Linked DNA regions of Gossypium hirsutum: region 2 is linked to region 1. A link is a contact called in public Hi-C data. All regions are on one chromosome and are shown on one strand. The core of a region is the stretch at or near the end of the contact, and the rest is flanking DNA. Distances in the headings are between cores, read along the strand shown.

Region 1 (7,616 bases), core at 1,710-4,209:
ACAAATATCAATTTTTTAAGGCTGTTTGTGCAATTAAAAAGTACATTGTGAGTTAAGGATGGCAGTGGAGCGAGGCGGGGTGGATGTGGCTAAATCCACCACCACTCCACAGTTGGTACACTTTGCTCTACCATCTTCCCTGCTCCACTGTGGATGTATAATCTTAAAATTCACTACGACCTCCATGGATGTTGGATGCATCATTCCCTGCTCTATCTTGCTTCGCTTTAATTTAATTTTTACTATTTTTTAATATTTTTAAAGTCAAATAAATATTTAAATATAATTCTTCAGAAAAAAATATTTGAACATAAAATATATGAATTTGTTTTATAATACATTATTATCCTTTTAATAGTCATATATGTACAAAAATAAATTGGTAACTTTATATAGTGAAGTGAGGCAAGGTGGGCAAACAATTGCCATAACTGCTTCATACTCACTATCTAAAAAAAATCCACCTCGTCCCACCCCACATCTACTTTTTAAAAAAAAAATCCATTCCATATAAAGCAGGCCGATTTAAAATCTGTGAGATGATTCGAGTTTTGTCATCCTTATCACGAGTGTACCAAATACTCTCCCTTAAATAAAAGAATAATTATTATGTTATCAAACTTAGTGTGGATTTGGATGGGTCGTGAGGTGCAGTGTGGTGCGTTTAGCTTACTTTTTGTCTAACGCTACAATATCACTAAAATATCTAATTTCACTGCTACCGCTATTTTTACACCAACCATAAGTAAACACATCACCGATTCAAATCCACCCTTAAATTTGAAAAAATCAATTACATTTATCTCAAACCGAATCATCATATCAAATCATTAAATAATAATTCTTAACCCATGCCAATCTCTTGATAAGTAAGCCTTGATTTTACTTATTTTATTTATTAATTTCCTATTATTTTGTTTTATTTTCACTTTTTTCTTCCAAACTCCACTTCGTTTGAAATTATTAATAAATTTAATAATAAAAATAATAAAATTTATGAGGTAATGATAATTTTTTGTTTCATTTTTTTACTACAGAAGTTAACAACAACATAAATAAATGTAACAAGAAAATGACATAAATAAAGTGATATGAATCTTATCCACATCTAAAATATCTATTTAAATTATTAAATATATAATAATTTTGATTTTAGTATATAATACACAATCCATTCTGACAGCCTTTAAAATCATTATTATCATTTCTTTATTCCACCATATTTGGTTCCTGTTTTATTTTCTACAAATACAATTTTACCAAACATTCTTTCATGTTTTAATTATTTAACTCATTTTTTAATAGAAAAATTTTAATCCTTTTAATTTTAATATTTTTGGAGCAATCATTCCAACTGTGGTATTAGTAAGATTGGACAATAAAATAAATTATTTCATACCCAAGGTAATTTCAAAATTATATATACTACAATTTGTTTAAAATAAAAGAATTTTATACCTATTGTATTAAATCATTATGATTTTGATTAACATTTGAGCCTGAAAAAGGAAATACAGATAAATTAAAGTATTCGAATGGTTAACGAAATTCAAATTTTAAAAAATGGGTGTAATAGAATAGAATTGAACCAATAGTATTAATTTAATATAGACAAATAAAGGAATATGGGAGGGTCGATCACGGTGTTCGTGTTCAATATTTCGGTGACTGTGCATTGGAAAGGGTTATGGACGCTTTTCAGTTACCATGGAAAGGTGGTTAACGCTTTTATCCCGGAGAAAACAAGCAGGAATGGAAAGAGATTCGGTTTTGTGAGATTCTCTAATTTTCTGGATGCTCAACGAGCGATATCAAGACTTAATGGCTTTGTGATTCTTGGAAATAGAATATGGGTGAATATAGCTAGGTTTAACGGAAGAAGAGTAACATGGAGAAATGCGACCAGTCAACGTAATTCTTCGTCTTTCAAAGAACCAAGTCAGAAAGGAGTTGTCGACGAGCTTAGAGGGAAGGAAGTCCAAGAACACATGGATGTAGCTTGGAAAGCGAAAAGATTTGAAAGAGAGTTAGGTAGTGGTTCGGGTGGAGAGGGGATGAATATAGGAAAGGTAGTGCAAGGTCATGTAGAGGACGAGCAACTGTGGAAGTTACAAAAATGCTTGGTGGGGGAAGTAGCTTCTTTCTGTGAATTGAAGAGTTTAGCTGATAGAGTTGCGGGGATCGGTCTTGGTGAAATAAGGGTGAAGAGAATTCAAGGAAACCATTTTCTTATTAAAATCCCGGATGATGAACTTTTTGAAATTTTGAAGCAAAGAGACTGGTCGTATTTGAAGGAATTCTTCATCCATATTGCACCTTGGTCAGAAAAGTTGGTCTTTACAGAGAGGGTCACATGGATTGAATTATCAGGGGTACCTACGCATTGCTAGAACTATGAAACGTTTAAAAGAATCACTGGAAAATGGGGTACGTTGGTGTCGATGGGGGAAAATTGGTCAGGTGCGAATAATTTTGAGAAAGTCGAGATGTTGATTTCAATTTCACAAGTTCAAAAATTGGATGAGATAGTGTTGTTGGAGGTGGGAGAGGTTAGATTTCCGGTTAGTATTAGGGAAAAAGGATGGTCAGAGGTACACAAAATCAAAGATAGTCTTTCGAAGAAGGGAAAAATTCAGGGGGTGGCTGTTGAAAGTGTATCAGAATCGGAATCGGAATCGGTGATTGGTTTGGAATCAGAAAAGTGGACGACTGGAATTTGAAACGTTTCAATGGATGGTATGAAGGAAAAAAGTTATTGAAAATGAAAGTGCAGGGAAAAAATGTCAGAAAGTGCTGGTGGAATTTAATGAAGGTGATAATGATGCTGTAAGCGTGGGAGGGTTAGCAGGTGATAATTTAGGTGCTGATGGAAATAATAGCGGGTTGGATCGGGCGAGAGAGGATGTCGTTAACATGGGTTTGACATTGGTTTTGGGCCCTAGTGGGGGTCAAGGTGGTCTGGTGGATCCTGAAGTGGGATTGGGCTCTTACAGTATTGGAGGGCAGCATTTGAATGGGGGTTGTATTCCAGACGCAAATAAAATTTCCCCCAATATTTCTGAAGTTCCAGAGACTGAGGGTCAGGTCTTTTGTCAGGAAATTGAAGAGGAATTTTTAAATGCAATCAGAAGTAGGAGGAAGAAGAAACATTTCAACAAGAGGATTTGTTCCATGCAGGACATTCAAGACAAAGTGTTGTCTTCCAAAGAAAAACTAAGGAGGGATCGAGGCAAAAAGAAGGATAAGAGCAAAGCGACATTAGGAGAGGAGAAAATTGTGAATATCTCTTTGTCTGATTCGGACATTAGTAACAGGAGGAAGGTTATTCTTAAGAAGGCTAAACAGACTTGGGAGTTAGGGAAGAAGTGGGGCTTAGAATAATAGGGGACAAAAGAGATGTCATTGAGGATATTTTGAGACTTTGAAGTTTAACAATAATGGAGGCGGAGGATCATCAAAATCATAGCAATCATAGGTGCGTCTGTGTAGAGTTTGTTATTTTTTGAATGTTGTATGGATGGTAAAGATGAAAATAGTATCGTGGTATGTTAGGGTATTGGGTTCAGATGTTAAGGTAACTATGGTTAACAGACTAGTCAAACTACATAGGGAGGACGTTTGCTTCTTACAGGAAACAAAGTTAGAGGAAGTGTCAGGGGACCTTGTAAGTAGAATCTAGGACGATAATAATTTTGATTTTAGATTTGCAACAGTTGTGGGTCGGTCGGGAGGATTGGTTATAATCTGGGATAAATCATGTTTTCTAGTAAAAAAAAGAGTTTTGTATTAATCGTCTGATTGTGGTTGAAGGGTTTTGGTGTGTTGAAGGGTGGGAAGCGGCGTTGATTAATGTTTATGCGCCTAATATGTTGAGGGAGCAGAAAATTTTTTGGGAAGAAATGATCAAAATTCGTGAGCAATTCACAAAGCATTGGATTGTGGGTGGAGATTTTAACGCTAATCGGAATAAGAGTGTACGAAGCGATTGTGTAGGATTATTAAGAGGTTTAAAAGAATTTGGGAATTTCTTAGAGAAATGTCTCTTAGTGGATTTGCGATTGTTAGGGAAGAAAATTTACTTGGTTCAGCCTAGTAAATAAAATAAGTAGACTGGACAGTTTTTGCTTGATAAAGATTGTTTTGTAAATAATGTGGACTTCTTAGATGAAGATTTTTGTTAGTTGAAGATTATTATGGACTCATGATTGTAAATATGTGTTCTCGGTGTAAAACTTACTGAATTGTTGCTGAGTGTTGGGGGGTTGGTTTTAAGTTTTGATTTTGATAAAATTTGGAAATTAAAAGTGCCCCCTAGAGTGAAAAGTTTCATATGGATGATTTTAATTGATCGTCTTCCTACGAAGCAGTTTCTCATTTGAAGAGGTGTGAAGCTTGACCAATTGAGGGACGGGTGTCCTTGGTGCTATAGAGAACCGGAGTTTACGGTGTGGTTAAAAGTTTATGGATGATATCGATGTCAGTGACTTGTTGGTCGGTATGGTTAGCAAGGAATAAGCTGGTGTTCGATTGAAAATGGCCAATTGTCCAGCTTAGTTTTTCTTTCAAAGACTTGGGCTTTGATGTGGATTAGGTCTGTGTATGAAGAATTGTAAGTAGATGAGAGAATTTGGTGGGTTTGTCCATATCAAAGTTGGTGTAATTTTAAAGAAGTTGGTTTGAGTGGAAAGTTTTGGTGTCCTCCGTGTTATGCTGGGGTTAAATTCTATGTTTATGGTGTAGCGTGTGAGGATAAAGGCGGGTGTGGTGGGGTGTTAAGATGTTCAGATGGGGTGGCAAGGGCCTCATTTTCTAGTCCGTTTAAAGCGAAAGACTCCCTTGCCGCAGAGGTGGGGGCGATTAGCATTGCCTTGGATATGTTTTTAGAGTTGGGATGGAAAGGTAAATGCACTTTATTCATTGAGGTTGGTTCAATGAAGGTGCTGAATTGGTTGGAGAATAAAGCTGTGAGACCGTGGTTGTTGTTTCCTCTCTTTAAAGAAGTCGATTTAAGGTTGTCGTTAATGGGAATTGTAACCTTTTTGTTAACGGACAAGAGTGGGAATAAGTTAGCTTTTGTGCTAGTGGTTGCTGGTGTGAAAAGGCAGGACATGTTTAAGGCATCGTGGAGACTTAAGGGGTTTAGTGGTTGGGTGCTTGCTGTAATATTTGCAAGTTGTGTGGTGGTTTCTGGGCCGAATTGTGTTGATTTATTTATACTTTGTGGTCTGTTTTACTGATTGGGTTCAGTAGGGTTTTTGTGGTTTGTTTGTTGGATTTTGTCCGTGTTTGTTTTTTATGGTCTGTGTTTGGTTTTTGGTTTTTTGCTAGGACTATTTTGTTCTGGTAGCTTTGCCTTGTTTTGTTGCAGTTCTTTAAACTGCTGTACTTCGATTAAGCAAAAAAAAAAATCATTATGATTTTTTTTATATTTCACTATTTTGTATGTTATTTAATTTTAGTCCATGATTTCTTCTATTTTTAGGTTATGATCTGTACTTACTGTTTTTTAAAATTTTTTTAATTAAAATCATGTATTTCTAGAACAAACAATTAAATAAATAAATTTAAAGCAAAAATTATATTTCTTTCATATAATTGAATAAATAAATTTAAGGTAAACTATCTTAAATTTTGTTTAAAATTACATTTCGTTGACACAACTTTCAAATGTTATATAATAGTCATTAATATTATCAAATTGTTACATTTTTTTCACTCGACTATTAACTTCCGTTAAAAAATATCATTGCCCCTTTATTCAAAGAGTTAATAACTAATTTGGCATCTAAACTATAGTTAAAAAAAACATTTTGATATTTTTAAAAATTTCTTAATGATAATTGTAAACAAATAAATGCATATCTTTAAAATAAATAAAAACTCATATGGAAATCAATTGCACCAAGGAAAAACTAAGAATTTTGCAGTTAATTTTTCCACATCCAATCTCATTAAGATCAGAGTATTTGATTCTTGTGATAAAATCAATCTAGCAACTAAACTTACAAAAAATAAAGATTGGTTTAGAAAAGAAGTAGGGTACTTTGTATTATAAATTAAAAGAAAAAATCTCAAAAATTAAAAAAAAATTGAAACTTACGAAAAAAAAACCCAAACAATGTAATAGAACATTTTCCCACTTGCCTTCTTCTTTTTTAATCTTTTCTCTTCTTTTTTTACATAATTATTAGGAAAATTCGACAGACAAGCCATTGATAGTAGAAGTTTTTATGATTCTTGTAACACCCCAAACCCGGCCTAGACATTATGGTCAAATTATAAAGGTTACAATACTATCCAAAACTTTGATCTTTCGATTTCAAACAAATTCTTATTTAAAACCTTTCAACTTTGATAAAAAGTGTTTGTCACAATAACATGTGGATGTGTTTTGAAATATCAACTTATAAAATTAGTTTATTTAAACCATTTTGCCTTAATTCCTTGTTTTGTAAAACCCCATGTTCCAATCAAATATTTGTAGCTGAAAATCTCTTAGATTATTATTTTGGAAAACCATTTAATTTAATAATTTGTCCAATTGATTTAGGTTATAATTAATCATGCCAACTTTAGAAAAAAAACGATCAACTAATAAATTTTTAGCAAAACCCAAAGTAAACGTATGGAAAAACAAACAGTTTAAAAGTTCGTAATGTCTAAAAAAAAGTTTCAAAACAACACTAAAGTTCAAATGACCAAACTGAGATCCGAGATCGTTGTCAAATCCTAAGTCTGAGAGTTACCTGAAAAATGGTAAATTAACAGAGTGAGTTAAGAAGCCCAGTGTATGCCTTGGCCCACAACAAAATTCATATGAGATCATGGTTATAGCAATTATCAAAATAACATATCAGAATGTCCATATACTCATAATTATATAACAAAACAGAACATAACAATCTTACCCTCATCCACTACATACCAACTCCGTCCAACCAATTACACCAAATAGGACTATATGAGCCCAGTCATCCGTCACACCATATTGTGGTCGTATGCCACTCAAGAAATTTGCAGCTGAGTTGATAGACAGATATTGTGGATACACCACAAAAAATGAAGTAATTATGCCAGAATCACACATCCTCCAACACATATCATATCCCACTCCAATGCACATGCATTAACAAGCTAACATATTTTTGTATCGTAATAGAAAATATGACATGCTCATTAGTGTCATTAATACAAATTTAACACAAAACTTAAATGGAGTTACTAATCATGACCATGCTTCCTAACATACAATTACAAAAAATTATGGTCTTATATACTTACAGAGTATTTAAAGATCCAATTTCAAAATCTTATTCTCGGCCTAAAATAGGCCATATAATCAAACCAAAATGGGCCCACACGGCCCAACAAGCCAACCTATGTGGCCTACACACCCTACCTGATTTGCTCTTGTAATCGCACATGTCCGTGTGCTCTACATGACCAGCCACATGCCTATGTGGTGCACACAGCCAACCACACAGTTGTGTGACACAAATTGCAGTTCGAAAACAACTTAATTTTCCACATTTCCCGAGTTTTAAATAATTTATTCAGGTTTGAAATGCACACCTAATGTTTTCCTGATTATCCATACAATAGAGTACTCCCAAATC
Region 2 (7,616 bases), core at 1,290-3,789, 87 kb before region 1:
AAGACTTTAGGCACTTCTTCTCACTAATAATTTTCTTTGCAGTTTCTGTTCTTATACACTTTATTAATTGACAAATGAACAGAACAATATGGGGCATTTTTTCAGAACATATTCCCCAGAATCTTAGGAAAGCCTGTAATAATTTAACTAAAAAAAAAAAGTCGCAATAAGACTGCATAAAACTAAAAATTTAGCAGCCTTTATGTACCTTCCTTCACAGCTTGTTGTGCCCACTTGATAGTTGACATGACCAATGCATCCATTGGGTCAATACATTTCTTAAGAAGTGGATCATCTCGTGGCAAAAGATCACACATATCATTGGACGCAAGGATAACAGTGTTAACTTCCCTCACCAAGAGGACTTGGAGAGCGATTCTCAGCAGATTTCGTGCCCCTTCCATGTCTTTTCTATTTATAGCATCAATTGCAGGGATTACAGTGTGCTCCATGGTTGCTTTATCTGGCAGCACAACCTCAAATCCCTGTATGCGTACATAAGGTTTAAAACAGTGATACTGAAGATCTCCATGGTAAGTGAGAGAACACCACAAAGGTTTTGAAAACACTGATATTGATACTTTTTGCGAGATTATTTATGATCAAAAACATAAAATGTGCTCATATCATGCCAAACATATAATCTAAACTAGTTAAGAGATACCTACAAGCTATGAAGGATAATATATATGTGTATATATACGTGTATATATATATATCTACATCCACTTAGACTTTCCCTCTTCCTTGCCCCGGCAGCGGCCAAATTGCCTCAAACATGAAAACCAATAATAGATTGACCATTATTTAAGATCTTACAGGTGTTATATTCTTATTTGCATTTCTTAATATTTTGAAACTTTTAGTTGGTAAATTTATTACCTAAACTTTAGTCGGTGCCTTCAAAAGCATTCCAAGCATATGAAGGTCAACCATAAAGGATCTCCTTAACAGACAAAATGTATTCTATTTTTTTTGAATATATATATATATTTTGCATTTACCTAAATGCATGTACTATTTCTCACGGCAAACAATCAGGAATGAATTTACCTCATTCTGCAGTTTCTCTTGGTAAAACCCTGCTTTTAAAGTCACATCGGTGGCAAGAACCCCTATCCGCAAAGGGCTCCCAGCTTCTAGTGGCTTCAACTTGGCTTCCTTAAGCTCCCTGGAAACACACTCAGCCATGTGAAGGGAAGGAATAGAACATCCGTTAAACACTTCATCATGCCATGAGTGTGAAATATGACAAGGCACTACAATGCACTGAGCTCCTGATTTCTCAAGGAAAACTCTTTTACTTAGTAAATTTTCGACAATCGGGCTATGATCAAATTGCGAACGTGCATTTCTACTGCAGAGAGTAGAAGAATTCCTCTCCAGGGATAAAAGCTCCCTATTCAACACTGGATCAGAGCAAAGAACAAAGGGCGTGCAAGTCTCTTCATTTTCTTTACTCCAATGAACAAGTTTTCTAACGAAACTGAGAGTAGAATCAACAGATCCTCCTCCCATTATCCCCACAGTATTAGGATGACAAAGCAAGGACCCAGCACAGCTGCTTAAAGAAGCATTACTTGAACTAGAACTGTTCCTAGATTCAGGAAATTCCCCACTTTCATCAGTGTGTAAGATCACTGAGGACGGGGGCACAGCTAGAACCGGATTCAGCCTTCTCTTACAAACATTTCTCTGCCTAGTTACAGACACTGATAAGTGAGATGGGCAATTCAGTGACATTTGCAAGCTTGTATTAAACATCTTTGAGATGGCAATTCAGTGACATTTGCAAGCTTGTATTAAACATCTCTACAGATAAGGTATCAAGTGAAACCTATATACAAGTATAAAATTCTAAATTCCAAAGACAATATCAGCTTCTGGAAACTAAAACCCACATATAAAATCTATTGAAATTTAGCAAAATATGCATACTTCACTTGAGAAGGCCATATAGAAACCGTCACAGTTTCTGGTTCTCAAAACAAAATTCCCAGCTTTCAGAAATTGGTAAGCTGTAAACTATTGAAAAGATCACTTGTAGAATCTTACCCCACGATTTCTACCCTCTACAACCAAAACCCACTCACAGAACTAGCCAAAAGTCCACCGTTGATCAACCTTTAGCCTCAAAAACCAACGCTGTATCATAAACTATAATCCCAACAAAGCAAAACAAGTTCCCAGCGACAGAAACTACACTAACAATGCAAATTCCAGACACAGAAGTAAAACCCAATTCCAAACTCAGTAAGGCTTCTCTGAATAAGCTTGAAGAGTTTAAAAATAAAGCAAACAAAGAGAAGCAAAAAACAAAAAGGGTAAAAATGAAGACAGAAAAGCTTTCGAATTCTGAAGAATTTCTCGATATGCTGCAGTGGGTAGTGGGAAAGAATGTTGGTGCTTTTGCGAATATGGATCTGAGTATCTCACATTTATTCTCAAAGTAGTGTTAATTTGTGGTTAAATATAAGGTGGGAATTTTTCTAGAGAAGAAGACAAAGTAAGTAAGGATAAACATATGTTAGTCTTTGCCCGTTACCTGGTGTTTGTAGAAACCATTGTTATGGATGGATGCGTCTCAAACTTACTCTTCTTAATTTTCCAATTCAAGACCTTGGATTCCATATTTCAAAGTGATTGAACCAAAATATTGAGTTTCATCTTCTTGTTTTTTCCTTTATAGAAAAATGGATCAGTTCCTAATACAGTATAATTACAAGTATAGTGTTGATACAAACATGTTTGAGAAATTATATTTTAGAATGAACAAGGGTAGAATAGTAATATACTGCATAAATTATATTTTAGACTCACCGACAAGTCGTGTACAATAGTAATATATATTGTATTTTTAACGAAGACTTAGATTGAAATTTTAGAGATCACCTACAAATTCTGAACATAAATAGTAAAACTAACATAAATAATAAAAATAATAATAGCAGTGCAGAATCAACCTATACAAAAACACACCTGACACAGGTACAAATGATTAAATAGTTGATTACTAGGTCAACAATTTAACACTAAAGTGGAACAATGTTACTTTAATTTACTAAAGGCATACCAATTGGTACACTAGCTCGAACACAGAGTTGATTCTATTGATGATGTGTGTGACATGTTATTTTCTCAGCTGCAACTTTTTGACAGAAACGCTGCAATTTTAGAGAACAAATGTTGATGAAGTTATCAAATACAACAATGAGCATTAAATATAATAAATCCTTTTTGCTTTAATACAGAAAAGGAAAGAAGCTAATAAAAAATTGTACTAGGTCTCAAAGCTGCTCTGAAAATACATCTCTGATGTTCTTCCTTCCCTTTTCCAGTGGTGGGCTAATTGTTTGCTTTTGGTTTCAAAACAGTATACCACCAAATTTTGCAATATCGCAGTTGCATACTCCACCGATGATTCCATATACCTTTCACGACAATTTGACTCGCCTTGCTCTGGGACTATGGATTAGTTTTCTTACATCCTTTTTAATTGACAAAAAAGCACAAACAACAGCAAGTATCAATGTTGGGTACATTTGAATAGATTTTGTGGGGAACATGTTATGAAATTGTCCCAGAACGATCTCTCTGACAAGACTCCATATTATAAGCATTGTCCCAAAAAGGCTCATTCTTGCACGCCTTGAGAGACCTATAAAAGCTCCCACCACAGACAAGTAGCTTCCGGCAAGAATCTGCAAAAAGATGTTGGGATATTTGTGAAATCATTGAATCACCAAAAAGTTTCTACCTAATCACAGATGGATATGAGTCCTTTTGTGAGTAAATGTTTACCTCTAGGCGCTGGAGATCAGATACAGCAGTAGATTTCCTCAAAGCACTGATGTTATATAATTTCAGCAATTTGCTATACCTTGGAAGAGTCCTTCTTTTGATGATAGCATTGGCAACAGCCCCTGGATATAGAAGGACCTTAACTACATATGTAGGGAAGAGTTCACTGGCCATCAACTGAGAGGTTGTTACCTCAACGGGTGTTTTGCACATTCCAAATCTACATGGTACCCTGCACAGCAGAACAAATCAATAATTTGGGTATATTCTGATTTGGATTTTGGGGATTTTGGCATAAATTTAAGAGAGTGTTTAGCATTGCTTTTAATTATTAAAAAAGAAAACACTTTTTTACCGTAAAAGCAAATCTTAAACAAGGGGATTTTGCCATTTGAGGCCAAACCCATAAAATAGTGCTAGAATGCTAAAAATGGTGTTTGTATCAGCTGGAGGAGAGTTTAGTGGAACCATTGGTGCATTATTTTGTTCATGCACATAACTCATTTTGTCTTCCCTTCCCTCAAACATGTAGGAGTTAGCAAAGCAAGAAGAAAAACAAAATATATGAAAATGAACAAAGGAAGTTAAAATGACACAGTTCCTAGGAATAATGTTTAAGCAAAATAACACAATTGTTGTGCTAAACTTTCCGGTTTACGAAATGTGGTGACTAGAAGAAAAGAGAGAAGCAACAGATGGCATGGAATATTCAGTTTCTTTGAAATACTATAAAAGACAAAAAGGAAGGCCATACAAACTGGAGAAGAAGAAGGGGGGAGGTGGAATGTAATAAGTACCTGAAAAGAGGGATTTGGAAGATAATAAGAAGGAAATACATAAAAGAAGCAATGGAGGAGATGAAGTTTGCCCATTCCTTTGAAGAAGCCATTGGAGAATGGAAACTTTAGAAGGTCCCCCACGCAATGGAAGGAAAAAGAAGAGGAACTGCACTGCAGAGAGGAAATAGGAGATCTTGAAAATGGAAGAAAGCAAATGAATATTACTGTGGTAAAACTTTCTATTTTGAGGGGTTAGAAATCATGAGGTCATTTTGTTCACACGTTTACATTCTAATTTTGTTCTACTTTGGTCTTAATTTCAGCTTCATAATATCCAACAAGTGTTTTTTTCTTGAATTAATTATTTTGGACTCTGAATGAATTTAGAATCAAACCAATATCTTACTTGAAAACATCAAACACTCAATTACATTGATAAAAAATTACAACTTAAAATAAAAATATAAAGATAAAAGATAATATAAATACGATGTAAATACAAAAACACATGAATTATTAAAATTTTAATTTATTTGTTTTTTATTTTTACTTTATTAGTAAAATTTGTAAATGTGCATTATTTTTATTTAATATGAATTAAATTTTATCTCACGACCAAACAACAACTCTTTAATTAAACTACATAAAATAAAATTCTATAAAAACATATATTTATTAGAGCCTTTTTTTCTTCATTTTAAATTAAAACAAGACATTTTAAAAAATTGTTCCCTTTTTTTAAAAAATCACCCCAAAGAAAAACTCTATTCCCTTCAGTATATATATATTTCTTTTCCACCTAGACAAATGTGTCAATTTAAATAATATCTATACCACCTAATCTCACAATTATAATAATGGATATCAGCATCGTTGTAAATTTTAACGCCTGGCTATTAGTTTTAGTGTTGCCCCTCAAAATTATCATTTATGAATACAAGTTGCAGAGTTATGGCAAATGAGATTGGCACAATGGCTGGTGGCCATCCAGAATTAATTCCAGCTTGCTTAAAATGTTTTGTAACCATGAATTATTTAACCACCTTAAGAAGAGAGTAACCCGGGAAAGAGAATGGTGAAAGTAATATTAATTAAAAAACTTAATAAGCTATTTGAGTCGAGCAATAAATATCAGATAACTCAGTCCTATCGCTTTGTCTTGGATGTTATGCAGCCTTCAAAACCCCTTACATTGATCCTCTCTAGTTACTATTTAAACCAATTACCAGAAAATAATCTAGATACAATATAACCTAAAACTTTCTTCTCTTTCTTCTTGTTCAAGGTACATCAGTCTTGCCAAGAGCTAGAGTGCACATACAAAGAATGAAGAAACAGGTCTGGTATTAGGGTGCTGTAGTGGCTGCTGAATTAATATTAGTATGACACATCTTTATCCTAAGAAGAGGGAGAATGCATCACAGATATACCTCTTTCAGGTTCAGCCTGTCAGCTCCTCCATTAAGCCCTATTGATACAAGGAAAATAATTAGAAATCAATAAGGATATAGCAGCCCCTTCTCATGATACAAGTACAGCTAACTAACTGGAAAATGCCACCCACCCGTGCAATGTATTGCTCGGCATCAGTTCGTTTGAGAAAGTGCATTGAGTGACGAGCAAATTTGGCAGATTTATCACTGAGAATTATTCCACTACCCAAATCTTCAAGCACCCTTACCTTGATGTAGGGATCTTTTGGAGGCACCATATCCTAACAAACCAAGCACTTTAGCCATTGCAATCTAATTGTTAGGATCGTCCCGATTAAGCAACGAACAAGTAAAAATAGTAGAAGAAATTGAGAAGATGAACACACAAATTTAACGTGGAAAAACCCCTCAAAAGAGGATAAAAAACCACGGGCAAAGATAATTTTACTATAATGGCAAAAGAATGAAGAGTACAAAAGATGGAGATAAAAACTAAACCCCGAAAACCCGAAAAACAAAGAACCCTCAAACGTAAACACAAAATTCTCTGAATGTGTTATGAGTTCTAATCTAATGGGTGTCTCTTTTTCTAAGATTGTAAAGGAGCCTATTTATAGGCTAAATTAGTAAGTCAAATAAACTATACTAATAAATGCTAAATATATTATACTAATAAATACTAAATCTTCTAGAAAGAAAATATATTTTTGTTTAACTTGACTTGCAAGCAATCTCTTAGAATTTGGGTCACACAATTCTAACAATCTCCACCTTGACACAAATTCTTTCAATGCCATCTTTGCCAAAACCCGCCACGGGCCTATCTTGAACTATGCAGGGAATTAACTGAGTCGAATCTATGCTTAGAAGCTGGAAGACTTCTAGCCTTCGACTTGTGCACTGCCAAATCAAAACTAACCCGGGTCTGATTTTCACGAATACAGTGCCCTAACTTTTCAAAACCTGCATCCAAAAGAGAACCTCTCTTCAACGAAACAGTCATACCTTTTTCCCTCCTATGACCAAGTTGCCTCCGCTTCAAATGAGTTGACTTTGACTCCGTAACGGACGAGGGATGTCCGATTTCACCGGTCACTGTAGAACCTTCCAGAATATAAAGACTGCTGGTTCTTTTACCTTTTAACAAAACGAGAGCTCCACGAGATACTTTAATGTCGCTCGACTCGATGTTGATTCTGCATCCTTTCAAGTCTAAAATACTCAAGGAGATGAGATTCTTTCGTAAATCAGGTACATACCTGACATCTGAGAGTGTCCTAATCGTCCCATCGTGTATCCTAATTTTAACAGTACCAATACCGATTATTTTACTAGATGAATCGTTTCCCATGTGCACAACTCCACCTTCAACTGAACTGTATGTGGAGAACCATTCTCTATTGGGACACATGTGGAAAGAACATCCTGAATCTAGGATCCACTCAGACGTAAGCTTGGAGTTATCGCTCGTTGACACTAACAAGAAATCATCACCGCCTTCATCGACCAAATTAGCACCAGCTACATCTTCCTCGTTACTCTCAACAGCTCTTTTATTTCGCAGTTTATAACAATCTGCTTTGACGTGACCTAACTTTTTGCA

Evidence for each region. Hi-C and Micro-C count contacts between places; a contact is called where the count stands out from the background.
Region 2: a Hi-C map of leaf shows a contact between it and region 1, with 6 times the contacts expected there. The contact joins the promoter of LOC107897204 here to the enhancer-like site in region 1. A contact is called at or near these places in 14 of 34 Hi-C or Micro-C datasets (anther, callus, fibers and 3 more).

What each region holds. Positions count from the first base shown.
Region 1 is chrA10:12,074,619-12,082,234 of Gossypium_hirsutum_v2.1, reverse strand. No RefSeq gene overlaps it. Among protein-coding and RNA genes, the nearest start is that of LOC107944740, 13 kb to the right of the region's middle. Within about 2 kb of position 2,959, at least 9 of the 9 cell types and tissues checked have an H3K27ac peak or open chromatin away from gene starts, as enhancers often do. A contact at or near this core is called in fibers, hypocotyl and leaf, where this site is marked.
Region 2 is chrA10:12,161,070-12,168,685 of Gossypium_hirsutum_v2.1, reverse strand. LOC107897204 (broad specificity amino-acid racemase RacX) reads right to left here and starts at 2,539. Exons shown (of 4, transcript XM_041078739.1): 1 at 1,054-2,539; 2 at 209-485. The coding sequence starts at 1,764. It overlaps LOC107896079, which reads right to left and starts at 4,792. Exons shown (of 3, transcript XM_041078737.1): 1 at 4,599-4,792; 2 at 3,802-4,033; 3 at 2,996-3,701. The coding sequence starts at 4,690. The coding sequence ends at 3,435. It overlaps LOC121208207 (a long non-coding RNA gene), which reads right to left and starts at 6,084. Exons shown (of 2, transcript XR_005903150.1): 1 at 6,011-6,084; 2 at 5,830-5,886.